Regions from separate parts of the Danio rerio genome. Here region 1 is linked to region 2. A link is a contact called in public Micro-C data. All regions are on one chromosome and are shown on one strand. Each heading gives the region's core, a stretch centred on a gene start, on an enhancer-like site or on the middle of the called end of the contact. The rest is flanking DNA. Distances are from core to core; before and after follow the strand shown.

Region 1 (2,700 bases), core at 26-2,525, 270 kb before region 2:
ATTAAAAGAACAACACTCAGATTTATGTATATACATAAAGTAGGAATGACTTGACAAATTTGAGATATGATTTTGAGATATTCAAAACGCATTTAATAGATCTTTAAAAAGTTTTTAGATTTTCAACGTCCATATTAATACCTCAAGGATACATATTAGTAGTACAAAAATGTTCCTCTTAAATTGTTTAGGTACTAATATATGCTTTTGAGGTACAAAAACGGACCCTTTAAGTACAAATGTGTACCTCTTGAAAATGTACCACCCCAGTGAACAGTATGTGTGTCTTATTAGACAAACACATTTTTTCCACTTACTAATTCATGCCCAATTGAGCCTTTCAGTTAAATGTGGGAAGTAGGGTACATCACGTTCTGACAGTAAACAAAAAGGTGTGTATTAGTACAAGCTCTTCTATTACATAAACATGTTGGGCTGGAACAGTAGGAATGTAAGGAAAGAGATTTTGACTATATGAGCATTTCGGATGTGACGTTTGCAGTATAAACTCAAAAAAAAAAAAATCACAAAGAAAGTATATTTTAACATTATATTAAAATATCTCTTTTCGTTTTCTAAAACTACTACCACAGAGTTATGGGATCAAAAAACATCCATCTGTAAACATTTTTTATATTTTTAATGAGGAAAATATGGATGGATATGGATATGACCAAAAAAGTTTGTGAGTTTACAGTATGCAACATAGCCTACTGTGTAGAAACTCTATGAATTGAACTGCACAGGCCAAAAGAGACAGTGCCCATCAAAAGGATAAGAGTCGGTTTGCTATAGAACAAAAAAATATTGATTTGATTTGATTTAAAATGTTTGCATTGAGGAAAAGGCTTTATGAAAGTGACAGATGTGAAATTGCCACTCATGTTACTTTGGTGAATCAAATAGAATTGCAAACAATGACAGAGACAGTTCTGAGTAAGCACTCAATACTTTCTTACACAATAAAATGCATAAACGGATTTACTATTTATGTAAAAACTTGTTTTTTTTCTATTGCAGATTTGGCATTTGCGTGAAATTGCACAAATGTGACATCTTAGCATTCCTTGCTCACTGAACACTTGAGAAAAAAGTACATCATAGTGTTATGTCATGTAAACAGGAACCTCGTCTTTCTCATTTTAGCTTTTGGTTGCAGTACAGTTTTATTGACTGGTGGCGCTGTTGATTTGTTGGCTGTGAACACTGTCAAAAGAGCTGCAAGTTGATTTGTTGAAGGAGTATATGACGTCACGCGCTCCCGCGGAAGTACCGAGTTAGAAAATAGAGGTTATGCTGCATCGAGCACCGCGGGTGAAGGATATTTACATGTAAATACAGTAAGTCATTTGCGCTACTTAATTTATGTACTTTGTTAATTTTAACATATACAGTTTTAATTGTTTGCTGTCCTAGAAAAGACTCTTTCAAACTAGAACATATGTTGTTGACAGTAATGGAATGTTTATGACAGAATGAAATCGTTCTTGTGCTTTAATGAGTATTATTATTATCTTGAGTTTCTAGCAGCTTTCAGAATGCTTAAAAAAGACTTTGAATGATATTATTAAGGATATCATCGTTTCATTAGTTATTTCATAAATATCCACCTGTGATATGTTATGAATGAATGACATGTGAAATGAATGAACCACTGTGTGTGTGTGTGTGTGTGTGTGTGTGTGTGTGTGTGTGTGTGTGTGTGTGTCTGTGTCTGTGTGTGTGTGTGTGTGTGTGTGTGTGTGTGTGTGTGTGTGTGTGTGTGTGTGTGTTTTATTGCAGACAAAACCATTGTTTTAAACAAGAACAAGTCAGCTTTGGTCTATTTTTGCATGACACATTCAGACATTAAAGAGACGTCTAAAACACGTATAAAAATAGATGCTTATTTTATTACTCGTACAGTACTCAGCATAAATTAATACACTCCATTATGAAAATGAATATTTTCAAAATTATCCATTTCTCAGTGAATATGGTATATTGGTGCATACAAACAGATTTATTAAACATATATATGTATTAAAACAATATTTTAGTCACAGAACATCTATCAAAATGGAAAGATAATACATTTTAATTCATGCAAAATATTACATTTTTTTTCTGTTACAAATTTCAACAAACATTTTTAACAAAATTGTATTTATATTTTGTTTCTCCCTATTTTTTGCTATTTTTGAATTTAAAAATATATATATTTTTCTATAACATATACATTTGGGCTACTAATTGTGAACCATATTGTAAGATATTTTGTTAGATTAGCTCCAGATTTGGCTTCAGTACTGACTAAACAAATGTATATACACAAATATAAAATTGTAAAGCATCCTATAGAAAATACTAATTTAAATAAGAGATTTGTCTGGGGGGTGTACTTATATATGCGAGCACTGTATGTGTCTGTTCTGTTGATGTCAGTTACCATACATTAATGTTGTTAGTATTATTCAACTTAAACTCCATCAAACCTTCCAGTTTAATTTATACAGTTGAAGTCAAAATGATTCTCCTCTAATTTTCTAATTCTTTTTCAAACATTTCCGAAGGGATGTTTAAGATGGGGAAGATTTTTCCCCAACACATTTTAAACATAATAAATAACAAATTTACATGAACTAATTTGATTTGTCTTTGCTTGATAACAGTATTTAATATTTTCATTCATTCATTCATCTTTATTTCTATAGCGCTTTT
Region 2 (2,916 bases), core at 160-2,659:
TCTGTCGCATAGCGCTCTGTAGCGTCGACCAGAAGGTAAAAGTTCAAAGAGGCAGTATGATGGGTGTGAGGGGTCCAAAGTGATTTTGACAGACTTTCTGCTCGCTTTGGACAAGTACAGTTCTTGGAGAGTAGGGAGAGTTGTACCAACGATTCACTCAGCAGTCTGAACTATTTGACGTAGTCTTCGGAGGTCAGACTTAATAATGGAGTATGGGTAGTCATGCACAGAGAAACAGGCACTAGGGTCTGTTAGGATCTTCTGGTTTGCTACTACTCTTGTTAATTGGGTTAGAGCTAGTGTTTTTAGAGTTTTTTTTAAGGGTGTTCAGGTTAACACCAAGGCATTGATGTTTTTCCCAACCAGTTAGTAAACAGGTGCTTAAAGTATAGATGACTAGTGGTAAGCTATAAAACATGTTTACATTACAGTCAAATTCCATTAACACAACCTGTATGCCTACTGAACTATATGTAGATGTATATTAATGAGGGACAACTTGTGACATGCTCTCTACATTGTTTACCGTGGTAACCATCTTACTTTGAATTATCTGATATCACATGCCTTCAAAACAACATTAAGTTAGCTCTATTTATTCGACTGTGAACTGTTGTACTTTAATAGCCATTGGCTGATTATATGATTGCACTATTTAGAATTATCAAAATAATAGTTTTGAAACTATATTAATACTATATTACTACTATATACTAATACTTCTGAAACTACTATATTAAGGAGAAAGCCCGAATTTGTGAATATAAAACTAACTTTACCTGAATCTGGATATTATTATAGTGGTGCACCGCCACCTCATGTTCATCACTCATCATTGCACATTGTTCTTCAGGTAACCATAAATTAATACAGGTTTTAGCACATTTGTGTAAAAGTTTACCTTGTCTCCTGCGGTGTGTTTATTTTGTTCGTCTGGCTGTTTGCTTGACTCAGGTTGAAGCGCGCGTGATGACCGTCGCGTCGCAGGTCTTCCAGCATCATCATCATCCTCGAATGTTCTAGACTGGGATATGTTCTGCTCAGCTAGCACTGAATTAGCCCTGCTTGCGGCCAGTTTTCTTGGTAAGTTATCTGTGTCCAGCTGGTCTTCGACAGAGTTCGGTCTTTTCCTGCATCGCTGTTCATCTGATGTTAATAACGAGGCGTTTTGGGTCACGTTCACACCTCCGACCGGTTTGTTGGAGACAGAACGAAAACATCTTTTGTGAGGGACTTCGGGCGACAAAACGTTTTCTGCTGTCCGTTTGGTCATGTGTGCGACCAAATATTTCAAAACGTTAAAGTTTAAACTATGTAAAAGTGTAGCTGTTTAGTTCGCAGTTGCATGCAGTTCCCCAGCTGTTTACGGCATTGGTGTCGTAAATGAAGTTGAAACGTGTGAATACAGTGCCCTCTGTGGCTAGAGAGGTCGAACAACACCAACAGCATTTCAGCCATGGTTTATGCTTTTATAAAGGAAATTATGTATTAAATTATATATATATATATATATATATATATATATATATATATATATATATATATATATATATATATATATATATATATATATATATATATATTACATTTTAGACTTTATTTTGATGGTCCCTCTTACACATTTTGTTGACAAAAAGTTGCATTGTTACATGCCAATTACTTCTCATTTGAGTATTAGAAGGCTCTCTGCTTAATATCTGTTGATATACTCCTCCAACAGATATTTAACTGACTATAAGAAACTTTGCCAGCACATGTCAACTTACACTAACCCTAACCCCAACCCCAACCTAACAGTCTACCTGATGAGAATTAGTTGGCATGCAGATGCAGTGAACCTTAGATTCAACAAAAGGGACCATCAAAATGAAGTGATACCAATGTCCTTCTAAAATAAACAATGTAGCAAGTTTTCTTAGATTTACTTATTTTTTTGTCCATATTAATTGAAATAGTTTGTTTTCCTATTGCAGCCAAGTTAATGAAAAACAAAAAATATATTTTACTTATACAAGGCTAAGAAGATTTTAGATTTTTTTTTTCAGACTGGAACACTATAAACTAAACTAACATATAAACATTTCTTAGATTATCAGAACAAACGCTGAAATCAATACCAACATACCCATATAATTAAAAATGCATAATCTATATTCGTTTGGTCTGAGTGGGGACGAGAAGGGTCTGATTGAAGAAAACCCGAGTCCACATCCACGTTCAGACATTCATCTAACCCTACACATTGAAGTCACTAATCTCAGTGTGCAAGTGCAACAACAGGAGGTGTTGCCAAACATGTGGAGTGCCAAATGTGCCAAAATATTAGGTTTTACATTAATAATTAATTCATTATATATATATACATACATACATACACACACACACACACACACACACACATATATATATATATATATATATATATATATATATATATATATATATATATATATATATATATATATATATATAATCTGCTTAAATCTGTGAGGGTTAAATTGGGTTTCAGCTGGAACATGCGCTGATTGAGTGAAATATTCTCTGTACCTATTGTCAGGGTTCATACACATATTTCTTTACTACTAAAATTCAATGACTTTTCCAGGACTTTCAAGTAAATTCTTATGACCTAATGTTTCATGTATTGTGTATGTGTACATTGTAAATCATAAGAAAAACATTGCACCTTCATTACAGGTTGTCATAAAACATGCAACAATCTATTTAGTTTGAATGAATATTGATATCTATGTAAAATGTATTTAGATAATGCTCACACAGCACTAATAATGTGAGAGCATGTGTTTGGCCATGAACAGAAAAGAAGGAAAGACAAATAACCCATACATAAAGTATACAGATATTTGTTAAACTAATTTCCATAACTTTTCCAAAACTTTGTGGGTTTTTCAGATT

What was found. A called contact is a pair of places that touch in the nucleus more often than the background predicts.
Region 1: a Micro-C map of caudal fin shows a contact between it and region 2, with 7 times the contacts expected there. The contact joins the promoter of mfsd3 here to the promoter of wu:fa19b12 in region 2. A contact is called at or near these places in 5 of 18 Hi-C or Micro-C datasets (caudal fin, embryo, hematopoietic stem cells and 1 more) and 1 of 4 datasets of contacts at active chromatin or transcription factors (caudal fin).

Annotation. Positions count from the first base shown.
Region 1 is chr5:26,189,009-26,191,708 of GRCz12tu, reverse strand. It overlaps mfsd3 (major facilitator superfamily domain containing 3), which reads left to right and starts at 1,275. Exons shown (of 6, transcript XM_002661995.8): 1 at 1,275-1,340.
Region 2 is chr5:25,920,920-25,923,835 of GRCz12tu, reverse strand. wu:fa19b12 reads right to left here and starts at 1,409. Exons shown (of 2, transcript NM_001281985.1): 1 at 902-1,409. The coding sequence starts at 1,273.